2 separate regions of the Bos taurus genome follow, and region 2 is linked to region 1. Evidence: chromatin contacts called from public Hi-C data. All regions are on one chromosome and are shown on one strand. Each heading gives the region's core, a stretch centred on a gene start, on an enhancer-like site or on the middle of the called end of the contact. The rest is flanking DNA. Distances are from core to core; before and after follow the strand shown. Region 1 holds the start of RND3 (Rho family GTPase 3). Region 2 has its middle 15 kb from the start of MMADHC.

Region 1 (6,436 bases), core at 1,919-4,418:
CTTTTGTCTGGCATATGTGTATGTAAGAGCAGCAGGCAGGCTGGCTTGTTTACTTTTATATCTACAGTCCCTAGAACAGTATCTGGCATATCGTTATGTTGTTTATGTGCCAAGTCCTGTTCGACTCTTTTTGCGATCCCATGGACTACAGCCCGCCAGGATCCTCTGTCCATGGGATTTCCCAGGAAGAATAATGAAATGGGTTGCTATTTCCTTCTCCAGAGGATCTTCCTAACCCAGGGATTGAACCCGTGTCTCCTGCATTGGCAGGTAGATTCCACTGACCCCAGGGAAGCTCATCTTGCATACAGCAGGTGCTTAATAAATATCTGTTGAACTAAATGCTAAGTGAATTTTAAAAAATATTGAGTATCTACTACACACTGAATAGTAGAGACTCAGTGTGGAAAGAATTCTTACCCTAAAGAAATTTGAAGCCTGGTGACTTCGGGCAGTTGGGTTTCTACTCAATTACACAGCCGCTAAATTTCACTCAGCAACTGGCAGATTCCTAGAAATTCAGGTCACCTGATTTCCAAAATTGGTCTATGATTCCAGATTATTCATTAAAGTGATGAGGTCTCTTATTTTGCCTGGGCCAGATCCTATTTACAGCTGTTGTTCTGACCATCAATGGTACCTCCTTTTGCTCTCAAAGTTGTCCCAGCATATATGATGAATTACATGGTCATCTTACTGTCAGCCAAGTACTAATAATTCATAACTTATTGTTAGTTAGAGAAGTTTAACTACATAAACTTCATCAGTTCAGAAATGTGGAAGGTCAAATCATATCTCCAGAAAGAAGCAACTTCCTAAGTTAAAACTCTGAGAAAAAAAGGTGGGGGTAAATCTATTCTCTTAGCATCAATTAGTCAGTCCATTAACAAGGCCAGAATTTCCCAAGATATGTTCAACAATTCTGAGAAGTGCAAATAAGAGTTACGTGTGACATATTAAGTAATGTTGAGGATTCTTTATGGTGTCAGAAACTACCCTGCAAACTTCACTCGCATTTCCTCATCATTACTATTAGGATTTTACAGATGATGAAATTAAGGCTTTGAGAGGTTAAGTAACTCATCCAAGGTCACACAGATACACTTCTTTATGTTTTTCTACTCCCAACCACTATGTTCATTGCTTCCCAAGCAAGTAAATATTTTGATAATTTTGGGGAATGCTGGGTTAAACTCTGTTAGGCAGGCTACTTTTCTACAGAGCCTCTTACTATTGTAATATATCAAAGGGCATGGTATATCTTCAAGGGGTGATACAGGCATAGTGTCTCCATCACTCACTGGGACATAAGACCCTTTTTGTGAGGACCCTTTCTGCAGTGCAGACTTTGGCTAGTGCTGCTTTAGGAACCTGAGCAGGGCCAGCAATCCCTTTTTCTGTAGGTCAGTTCTCTGTGTATATGAACACAGCCTTACAAACTGAGTCTGAGTTAGTCTTCCTTTGGGGAGCTCCAGTTTTCTTTGCTCTGAAAGGAAGAAGAGACAATCCTTAGATCCCTGAGGCTTCATGGCCCTAGGGTTAATACTTACATCTGTGCTTTTAACCATCTTTCATTGTGCGTTTTCGCTCCCCATACTGAACTTTCTGATTTTTCACCTTATCTTCTCATTTACAAAACTAGAAATGTCCATCAGGAAACCTATACTTTTTTTTGGCCAATGTCCTTAGTACAATAGCTAAAACCTCTGCAAATTTTGTCGGTTGTAACAGCATGGATGGACTTGGAGGATATTGTACTAAGTGAAGTAAGTCGGAGAGAAAGACAAATGTTGTATGATATCACTTATATATGAAACCTAAAAAATAAACTGGTGAATATAACAAAAGAAACAGACTCAAAGATATAGAGAACAAACTAGTGGTTACCAGTGGGGAGAGGGAAGGGGAAGGAGCAAGATAGGGTTAGGGGATTAAGAGATACAAGCAACTATGTATAAATTGAATAAGCTACAAGAATACATTGCATAGCACCGGGAATATAGCCAATATTTAATAATAACTATAAATGATGCATAATCTTCAAAAATTGTGAATCTTTATGTTGTACACCTGAAATTCATATGATATTCTAAATCAGCTATACCTCAATTAAAAAATTGTAAAAATGGGTGAAACCTTTTGATCACTTGGAGCACAGGAAATGAAGATGAGTAAAGAAGGACTTTTAGAGGGAAGAGAGAACAAATATATGGCTATTTTTAGTCCTCTCTGAGACTTTCAGGTGGGTGGGTAGGGGGGGGTGGATGTTGAGGCAGTGGAAAGGGAGTGGTGGGTTGCACCTGCATTTTTCAGCTAAGCATATCTGCATTTTCCGGGTCAGTCAAGGGTGCTTTGATTTTAGGGAACGGGAGACTACTGATAAAGGAATTAAAGGGCAGGGTCGGAATCCTTCCTATCCCCTCTTCTCACTGAAACAGAGACAATGGCTGACCTTGCATGCTTAGGTCCCTAGTGTAGTAGGATTGAGTTTTCCAAAGGCTTTTGTTACTCAGTTATGATCATCTTCCACTTTTTTTTCCTTCTACTCACAAACCTCCCCTCCCCTCTCTTCCAAACCTTTCCCTCTTCTCCTGAGTCACTGAAACAGAGGTTCCCAAAGCCAGTCTGTTGCTGTGACCCGAGCAAGCCAGTTCTGGCATCTCAAACAACCTGGCTTAGCTATTGTTCCGTGGCCTAAATACCTGATGCAAAACATTTCCTAAGAAAATACAAGCACTTAACCCTTCCCCACCCAAGATTTGCTTTCAGTGTTTTATAACGATGTTTTGGGTAAGAAATGTTTTTGCTTTCATAAATGCTCACGAGGCTTCCTTAGAGCAGCCCCCATGAAAACGTTTATCCAGAAATTCTAATAAAAGTCAATATGCACAGACAATTCCGTTCCCCACTTCCTCCTGGACTTGTACAGTCCCAATCTTCAGCACAGCGTCGTTTGGGTCCTCAAGTCGTCGCCGAGCTTTGGACTGGAAATCGATCCCGCATGGTCACCCTAGAGGGCGCACTGTCTACATTTTCTGCAAGTAACTAGACGGCGCTGTCTCCCAGGCTCCATAAAAGGGGAGGAGGCGGATCAGTTTCCTTCTCTCATTGAGAAAGAGGATTGGAAGGCCGGGCGTATAAAGCCGCGCAGAGAGCGTGAAACAAAGCAGTCGGATCGGAATTGGACTTGGGAAACGCCGTTTGGAGTCAGGCATAAAACTTGTTGGAGGAGAGTAACGAGCCTGCTCCTCTAGCTCTCCTCGTCCGCGCGGCGCCTCAGGGGTTCCTACCACCCTTGCGGTTTATTTTTATATCTGCTTTTTGTAGAGAAAGAAACATATATATATATATATTTTTTTTCCTCTTAAGTGAAAATTCCTGTTTCAAGAGAAAATAAGACAAGATCAATGAAGGAGAGAAGAGCCAGCCAGAAATTATCCAGTAAATCTATCATGGATCCTAATCAGAACGTGAAATGCAAGATAGTAGTGGTGGGAGACAGTCAGTGTGGGAAAACCGCGCTACTCCACGTCTTCGCCAAAGACTGCTTCCCCGAAGTGAGTGTGGCCGGCTGGGGCTGCGGGCGGGCTGCGGGGAAGGGATCCCCATCTCGAGGTGGGTTTCCCTGGCTTTCACCCTTCACCCGTTTCTCTCTCTCTCTTTTTTTTTTTTTCAGCCGTCTTTCTCACCGCTTATTACTTTCGCCCCGGTTAATTGCCGGGAAAGGAAAAGTGGGGTGGAAGCGTGGAGGGGTTGGGATACGCTTACACATTCTCCTGTTAGCTTCTGAAACTTGTTCGGTCATGTGTGCAGAATCTGGGGTTGGGAGATTCGGATCCTCCACTCTTGGAGAATCCGGGTGGGGCGAGAGGGAAGTTAGGGCTTTCGGAAAGGATCTGCGTGTTTAGTATGAGATGTGGTGCGTGTGGATTTGGGGGGGTCTTCGTTTTTTAATGGGAGAGTAAAGGGACTATTTTCAAAGGGTGTACTGCAGCTGTCGTGCATTTTAAGATAACCTCTTTGCCCTCTTTACTTCTGTCCATTTTATCCAGAATTACGTCCCTACAGTGTTTGAGAATTACACGGCCAGTTTTGAAATCGACACACAAAGAATAGAGTTGAGCCTATGGGACACTTCGGGTAAGAGAATCATCTGACCGCGTGGCGCTCGGGCGGGTTTCCAGGCGTTCAGGGGGGTGCGCAAAGGTCTCGAGGCCCCGCGTTTCTGGCACGCTCTCGGCACCCGCCAGCGCCCGTTCTGCGTTCCTCCGTTAACTTTGTTTCTTATGAGGGATTCCCTGATGGATGAAAAATTTGCCCCTTCTGAATGGGGGTGGGGGAAAGATATTGGGTCGGGCAATAGCTGTGGGAAGAAAAGGAAGCTCCGGGCCCAAAGGGTCACCCCGGGATGTAAAATGCTTGTAGCCGGGTGTCCGGGGAGCGGTTGGCTCGCGGAGCTATGCCCGAGTCCTCTCGGGGTGGCCAGGGTAGCCAAATGTTAGGGGGGATGTGTGCGCCTTGTCGGTATCAGCTGGCTCTAGGATGCGAGCGCCCCTCCAGGATCTAACCTGCTGCTTGGCTGGTAGGCTGGGAGCACCGAAAGGGTGGTGGGAGGTGGGAGAAAACCCCCGAAGCCACGCACTTACGTGCGGATTCCGCGCTTGCGGAGAGAGTAGGGGGCGCGCAAGCATCCGCGGCGCTCGTGACGCCTACTGCCAGGAATGCGCTGGCGGCGCGGGCAGCACCCGGCGGGGGTCCCCGGGCCTCCTCTCCTAGCTGCCCGCCGCCCGCGCCGCCTCAGTGCCGACCTGCAGATCTGAGCTCCCCTGCCCCGGTGGTCACTTGGTGTCCTCCGGCCCACGCCGTTCCCTCCTAACCCATTGCATCACCCCTCTCCAGTGTGCGAGGCCGCGGGCTGCCCTATTCGCCTTTGACCTTCCCATCCAGTTGAATTATTGGCACGGTGGATTATTTTCTAGTGTCTGGGGTTCAAGGCCGGGTTATCGCCTTCCCACGCACACACGCACCAACCTGGCACGCAGCTGTAGGGAGGGCTGGTTACACCGCGAAGGGGAAGGCTTACCCGCGCGGATATTAGGGGTTCGGTCTGGGTCAGGCGCGGTGGGGGCGGTAACATCACCTAGACTCTCCGGCTGGAACCCGGGGACCCGCCGACCCTGCTGCGGTGCCTGGCGGCGTAGGAGTGCCTTTTCCAGGAAGGGTGTAGCCTCTGGAGGAGGAGGAGGAGACAGCGGGAAGGCCCGGGGAAGGCCCCTGAGCTTAGGTCTAGGAGTTTAGCAGGGAGCTGGGCTGCTGCGGGTGAACCGAGCCAAATCCTGGGTGAAACTGGCGAGGAGGCGCGCGCAAGTGCCAGCACGCAGGCTTTACTGTCGGGCGGGGAAGGCCGGCGAGGTGGACCTGCGCTCAGCTGGGAGGGGCCTCGCGTAGAAGCTTGTGGGCTGTGCGAGCTTCCCACCGCCCCCGGCTGTAACCTCTGGAGCCCCGGAGGGACTGAGGCGATTAGAGAGCACAAGGAAGAGGCCAGACTGACAGGGTCGCCAGAGGCAGTCCCTGCACAAAGGCAAGTGAGAAGTCTCGCGCGAGCGACTCTCACGGTTGTTGCCAGGTGCTCCGAGGGCTGCAGTAAGATGCGCTGATTTTGTTTCTCCCTGGAGAGTCGGGCTCTTCTGGAACCTCGCCAAGGGTAGCAGAACCAAAACCTCACTGGATTTTATGCTGAGAATTGCACACACTCTCAAAACTATAGGGAAGGTGGTGATAGACGGAATGCTTGTTTCGGTCATTTCCATCGTCAGATTTGTACACAGCCTAGTTCTTAATGGGCTCCAATTACCAGATATATCATGGTATTTTTTATGCATCGTGGGCAGGACAGCTGGTATGGTACCAATAATTAACACCAACAGTCACCCCCCTCGCCCAGTCTCTTTGGACCTAATGCAGGATAAGAGTGATTTAGACATGGGGGTCTGTGAGTCTGATTCGGTCTTTGATACAAGAGCTATGTTTAGATTTTAAGCTACTGCTTACACGGATATCTAGGTTCGGATTCTCTCCCTCGCCGAGTCTCGTTTCATCATCTGAAAAAAGGATACAGAAGCAAATAATGTGCAGGATCATTCCTATCTGTAGACTTCTTGGCTTTGGGTCACCAGACAGGCAAATCTTTTTGTTTCACTGATGTTGGTTGGCTTCAGCTCTTAGTCCCCGTGGATCTGGCATCCCACGCCCTAGTTTTCACCACCCATGAAGCCAGCCAGATTCTGAACAGAGCCACTGCTTCCTGGTGGATTTAGGAAAGAGACCCATTTGGGCAGGGAGGGGGCATGGGTAACCTTAAAGGAATGTTGGGTTATTTACCCCTTCCTTGTCTCAAGCTTCCAGTCACAGGACCACCAAAGGAGATTTTAAATTG
Region 2 (7,107 bases), core at 1,573-4,072, 840 kb after region 1:
AGACATGACTGAGCTTACACACACATACACACACACACTCTCAACAACAGCAGAAAGCACAAACTTTTCAAGCACATGCTGCACATTCACCAAATTAGATCCTGTTCAGGGGTCATAAAGTGTCTCAATAAACTTAGGAGAATTGAAAAGATACAGAGTATGTTCTTTGTATATCAAAGAGTTAAACTAGAAATTGATAGGGGCTATATTATGGGAAATCCCCAATTATTTGAAAATCAAACAACACACTTCATGAATAAAGTAGTAAGGAAAAACAGGAAAAAAATTAACCAAATAATCAAAGCAATAAAAATTTATGGAATGCAGCTGAAGCACAGTTTAGAGGAGAAAATATAGCGAATGCTAATATTGGAGAAGAAAGGTCTCAAATCAATTATTTAAGTTTCTACTAGAAAAAGAATGGAAAATTAAACCCAAAGTAAGTGGGGGAAAGTAATAAAGAGCAGAAATCCATGGTATTGAAAACAGAAAAACAGTACAAAAACAATGAAACCAAAAACTATTCCTAGGAGAAGAGTCAATGAAATTGATACACCTCTAGTCAGACTAATCAGGAAAAAAAAAAAAGACACAAACTACCAAATAATTAGGGGCACAATTACATTTTCTAAGAGATTAAAATGCAGATGCCTGTCCCTGAAAGTTTATAATCTAAGTGATAAGACAAGCTATATGTACATAAAACAAGGAGCAATCTTACATCAATAGCAATAATAAACAACAACAACCAATCACTTATTAAATGCCAGGTACAGTTCTAAGTACTTTAAATATATCAAGTCATTCAACCATCACAACCCTAACAGGTAGACACCAGTATTAATCCTACACTATAGATTTTAACTTTATACATTTGATCAATAGAGATACAATGAAGGTAGATAAGATAATTGAGTACTTTAAAAATAGGAGAAGAAAACAGGATTGTAGTGGCCTTGGGAATTTCTTATGGAGAAGATAATGCTTGAACTAGCTCTTGTTCTATGCTGATGATTACCAAGTTTTTCACAATAGATATCACAATCTCACATTAGCAGAGAGTTAGTATTTCCGCAGAGCTGCTGCTAAGTTGCTTCAGTCGTGTCCGACTCTGTGCGACCCCACAGATGGCAGCCCACCAGGCTCCCCTGTCCCTGGGATTCTCCAGGCAAGAACACTGGAGTGGCTTGCCATTTCCTTCTCCAATGCATGAAAGTGAAAAGTGAAAGTGAAGTCGCTTAGTCGTTTCCAACTCTTAGCGACCCCATGGTCTGCAGCCTACAAGGCTCCTCCATCCATGGGATTTTCCAGGCAAGAGTACTGGAGTGGGGTGCCATTTCCGCAGAGCAGTAGAAATCAATTCTCCAGCTGTTTCAATTGACATTTATTGAGCACGTACTATGTTTCCTGCTGTGGGATCACAGAAGTGGATAAAAGAAGGACATCTATTGAGTATGTGTATTCAATATACACCATATCGCTGGATGTCATTGGGTTGTAATCCTCACGTTCAAAAAGCTTGTAATCTAGTTAGCTGTGTGTGTGTGTGTGTGCGCGCGCATGCACGCATGTGTGCATATGTGCATGTGTAAACCAATCAGAAAGTAGCTGAGCTTGGGTTACAATCATGAGCTCCCTTGAGTATTATTCTCTGGTGCAGTTTCCTAGTTTCCTGCTTTCACAGCAGATTAGTGTGAATTACCCAGAGATACGTCTTAAAGGAAATGCCTTGGAGCTGAATCCTGAAAAGCAGGGAGACAGGGCATACCAGCATGTATTAACAGGGTGAGAAAGGCTCAGATGAGAACAAGCATAATCTGCTTAGCTAACAGTAGGTAATGTCAGAAGACAGCTGAAGATAAAACTGACCATGTAAAGGGGGCAAAAGGGATACAAACTGGGGCATGAAAATTAACTTAAATCCCACATTTTTGTTGAGAATACAGGCTTAGTAGATTTCATCCCCAAATTCTAATTAAATCATTCTGTTTTACTTAGGCAGGAAAAGGGGCATAAATACAAGAGGAAATTCCCAAAACAATGGAGTAAAGGTTTCAATGATCATTTTATATGCATGTGACTTTCTTGGAATTCAAGAAATATCAATACAAATTAAAACAGAGAAAAAAATTGACCTGATCCAAGATTCTATATATTTTTCTAAAGACAAAAGCTTCTTCAAGCAATGAGCAAGCATGCATCACTGATGCCTTCCAACATCATCAAACTGTAAAGAAAACAGGAACCTTATGTCGGAGTAGGATAATCACTGATATTCCCAGGGGCTGGTGAAGGGCCTGCTCTACTCAAATGACAGGGTACTGGGCTTTCAGCATGTCCAGGGGATACTCCCACTGCAATCGGTCAGCAGATTAGCAAATGATCTTAGTGACAGGAACACACAGTCCAGGAGCACAGCCTTACCCCTCATTGATGGTTCAGATCACCTAGTGCAACCTCGCTCTCCTCTCTGGCTCCCTCTAATGGCCCCAAATACCAAGTAAACAACTTCACCATATCTGTATCTAAATTTGGATACACGTATCAAGTTTGGGTGCTAGATGAGCCTAATTAAGTGCTTTGCAGAAGTGTGAAGTTACCTCTTAAAATGGAAGAAACTAAAGAGAAGGAAATCACTAGTGGTGGTTCTGACCCAATCGCTGCCCCTATTGAAGTTTCATAAGATCACAGTGGAAGGCACAATCTACCATAAACCGAAGAGCTCTGTGTTAACAGCAGGAAACCAAAACTCATCTCACAACCCCTCCCCCACTAATTCAGCATCTCTTCCACAGATTCCAATATCCTCATGTTGCTATATATCGCCACCTAGCGTCCAGAGACTGATATTAACATTATTATTTAGTCGCTGTGCTGTGCTGTGCTTAGTTGCTCAGTCATGACCAATTCTTTGGAAAAGACCCCCATGTCAGGAAAAACTGAAAGCAAAAGAAGAAGAGGGTGACAGAGGATAAGATAGTTGGATGGCATCATAAACTCAATGCACATGAGTTTGAGCTAACTCCAGCAGATAGTGAAGGACAAGGAAGCCTGGCGTGCTGCAGTTCACAGGGTCGCAAAGAGTTAGCCACGACTTAGCGACTGAACAAAGTCGTGTCCAACTCTTTTGTGACCCCATGGACTGTAGCCCACCAAGCTCCTCTGTCCACAGCTAAGCCCAAAGGTGTCATTTTTCTGCAGTTGCCTTCCCAGGGTTTCCTGTTAGATTTGGCTGTTCAGTACATCAGGAATCCTAGGGTGATTCCTCATTCTACCCCAGGGTATATTCGTGAAAGTGTAATTTTGGATTTATTTTATTGAGTTAAACCCCATTTTGTATATTATCCTCAAGTACTTTGAAACTGCAAATAATTCCTCAAGATAACTCTTTCTCAACACTTAGCATGTATCTCACTCCCCCCTTTCCTTCTTATGCTTCTTCTTCATTGGGCCATGGACTCTCTCTATGTAGTCTATACATTTTAATAGCATCATTTGCTGCATGATTATAATTGGCAAGAGAGGGCTGTATCAGAAATGCATCAGGATTGTTTGTGAGTGGCTTTCATTTTTGCGATTCAGGCTTTCCCTCCTTTTAGTCCCACAACCACACAGTAGGAGAAAGAGATATTAATGAACAATCAAAAATCAAAAGAGTAACAGACTATCACAGAAATGAAAAATAATTTCAAGGATTAGTTAAGAGGCCCTATTTCCCTCCAAGCAGTCTTTAGAGTATAAGCCCAAGCAAGCCATTTCTAGACAGGAAATATAAACATTTTGAAGATGTGAGCTTTCAGTTAGCAATAACTCTCTGAAACCATTTTTAGACCTACATTTTTTTTGAACCAGACTTTTTCCATATCAGGCAAAATAGAAGGTTCAGGTGTAGAAATATAAACACGAACAATGTCCTTAGTTTGCTTTGAGTTAAATTTGCCAGACTGCCATGCAATATCTAAGTCCTACTTATACTAACAAATTATGCACTGTTTATCTGAAACTCAAATGTAACCGCGAGTCCTATATTTTATCAGTCAACCCTATATGAAGTAAGCTAAAAGATCTAGTTGGGGAAAATAACTAGGCTCTTAGCAGAACCAGAGTCATTTTTATGGAAAAGGTGCTTTGCGGGGGAGGGGGGGGGGTGGGGAGGGTGGATTCAAAGACCAATACCAAAGCAGAGGCCCAATGTTGTAAGCATTCAAATAATATTTTGCATTTATTTAATACTTTAAAATTTATAAAACATTTCATAAATTTTGTGTTACCTGGGTCCTCCTCATGACAGCCCTTATGTGGGCGTTTTTATGCCTATTTCAAGGCTCACAGATGTTAAGGCACCATCATGCTGATCTATACGGACTTTACGAAGAAGACAGAACTTGAATCCAAGTCCCTGAGTATGGTGCAGTGTTCACAAATAAAGACAATGTTCACATGGACAGCACACAAGCCTTTCAATCCCTCAGCTGCAGATAAAAATTAAATATCTGGCAAACCCAGCATAAAATTAACATTGTAACGTAAGGTCAGGAAAAGGAAAAGATATTCTAAATGAGTCACTGAGCTGCCTTATATACTTTGTGGACTCCAGTTTGGCTTTTTAAACCACATACACTGACTTTGCTTCCCCAAGTACAAAGAAACATTGTTCTCTAGATGTACTTTTATTCGCATGTGCCCAAAATTTCCAAATCTCCAACCACTTCTCTTTGTAAGTCATTCATATGTCCTAGGGGTCTTTAATAAAAATCACAGGAAAATCCAACTCTGTTTAACTTACGGTTCATTTTCCCTAGACCTATACCCTGAAAATTTAGACGTTCTTGTAATAATTCTTTTAGCTGTTAATGATCAGGGCCGTTTTTAAATTGTAGAGTAGCGGCAGCTAGTGTTCACAATGCGTATTGCACTTCTCCCCAGCACAGTTCTATCTTTTACTTGTGGACCTCAAATTCCAGTGTTCATAAAAAACAAAAGTTCCCTGAAGGGTTAAAACATAGTTTCCTTAGCCTCATAGATTTGGATTCTATATATAGATGGGGTATGTACATTATGCAAGGCCCAATGCTACCGTCTCTTTTCTACCTCCTGGTGAATCTCATTCAAGAGAACTTTATTGTATATATGAATCACTATGAATCTTGTTAAAACACAGATCCTGCGGCAACAATTTTGGGTTGGAGCCAGAGACTCTGCCTTTTTAACAAGCTCCCAGGTAGCATTATACCCTCATTTCAAATCGAAGCATTTCCACTTTCTCTATGTAGCTAGATCATCACAGCCTGAATCCTAAGTTTACAAAATGTGACTTATGGATGCTTCTCACTCAGTGTTTAATCAGATTTTGCTTAAATCTTCTCACTCCTATTCTCTGCTCTGACTTTATGCTTTAAGTCCTAAAATACAGCCACCATCACCTCAAAAAGAAGTAGCTCAGAACAAAACAGGCCAACATCCTGAGTCCCACATAAATCCATGCCTGTTCCTTTCTAGACCAAACCATTTCCTGGTACCAGATAGAGAGGAGGGCCTAGGCAGCATCATCACCCCTGATAAGCCTGTGCACATATATATGGGAACCACAGCTCCTTACCACATTATCATCTCCCTATGAGGATGGAGTGCAAAGATGATGACGAGTGATGATGACAAACAATGATGAGGAGGAAGATGATATCAGCTAACATTTATTGCACACTTGCTAAGTGCCAGGCACTGTGCTAAACTCTTTACAGGGACTGTATGTATGTATGTATCATACAATCTCATATCTTCACATGGACTATCTTTACATGGATTATCTCATATACATCATGTATGTCTATGAAATAGATAATATTGTCTCCACTGTAATGATGAGGAGAGAGACAGAGAAGAGCACATAGGCAACTTTCATATTTAATATCACAATTAAAGTCCAGTGACAGCATGTATAAATCACATTCAAGCTGAAAAACAAAATATTAAATTGAGGGCTCTTCCTCCCTTATGTCCTAGAGACAAATAACATTCACTCTGTAACATTTCTCTATAATATCCACATATCACCACCTAGCAATGGATAGCTGGAGCATACAAGGGGTTTCCAGGAAAATCCTGAGTTTTTAGAAATGGCCAAAACTATGCCTGTCTTTGCATTGACTGAGGAAGGCTTTCTTATCTCTTCTTGCTATTCTTTGGAACTCAGCATTCAGATGCTTATATCTTTCCTTTTCTCCTTTGCTTTTCGCTCTCCTCTTTTCACAGCTATTTGTAAGGCCTCCCCAGACAGCCATTTTGCTTTTTTGCATTTCTTTTCCATGGGGATGGTCTTGATCCCTGTCTCCTGTACAATGTCACGAACCTCGGTCCATAGTTCATCAGGCACTCTATCTATCAGATCTAGGCCCTTAAAACTATTTCTCACTTCCACTGTATAACCATAAGGGGTTTGATTTAGGTCATACCTGAATGGTCTAGTGGTTTTCCCTACTTTCTTCAATTTAAGTCTGAACTTGGTAATAAGAAGTTCATGATAGAATGGGAAAGAGTAGAGATCTCTTCAAGAAAATTAGAGATACCAAAGGAATATTTCATGCAAAGATGGGCTCGATAAAGGACAGAAATGGTATGGACCTAACAGAAGCAGAAGATATTAAGAAGAGGTGGCAAGAATACACAGAAGAACTGTACAAAAAAGATCTTCACAACCCAGATAATCAAGATGATGTGATCACTGACCTAGAGCCAGACATCCTGGAATGTGAAGTCAGGTAGGCCTTAGAAAGCATCACTACGAACAAAGCTAGAGGAGGTCATGGAATTCCAGTTGAGCTATTTCAAATCCTGAAAGATAATGCTGTGAAAGTGCTGCACTCAATATGCCAGCAAATTTGGAAAACTCAGCAGTGGCCACAGGACTGGAAAAGGTCAGTTTTCATTCCAATCCCAAAGAAAAGCAATGCCAAAGAATGCTCAAACTACCGCACAATTACACTCATCTCACATGCTAATAAAGTAATGCTCAAAATTCTCCAAGCCAGGCTTCAGCAATATGTGAACCGTGAACTTCCTGATGTTCAAGATGGTTTTAGAAAAGGCAGAGGAACCAGAGATCAAATT

The links. A called contact is a pair of places that touch in the nucleus more often than the background predicts.
Region 2: a Hi-C map of skin fibroblasts shows a contact between it and region 1, with 9 times the contacts expected there. The contact joins the enhancer-like site here to the promoter of RND3 in region 1. A contact is called at or near these places in 2 of 11 Hi-C or Micro-C datasets (liver and skin fibroblasts).

Annotation. Positions count from the first base shown.
Region 1 is chr2:45,694,971-45,701,406 of ARS-UCD2.0, forward strand. It overlaps RND3 (Rho family GTPase 3), which reads left to right and starts at 3,169. Exons shown (of 5, transcript NM_001191158.3): 1 at 3,169-3,557; 2 at 4,053-4,140. The coding sequence starts at 3,408.
Region 2 is chr2:46,531,424-46,538,530 of ARS-UCD2.0, forward strand. No RefSeq gene overlaps it. Among named protein-coding and RNA genes, the nearest start is that of MMADHC, 15 kb to the right of the region's middle. Within about 2 kb of position 2,823, at least 13 of the 102 cell types and tissues checked have an H3K27ac peak or open chromatin away from gene starts, as enhancers often do. A contact at or near this core is called in skin fibroblasts, where this site is marked.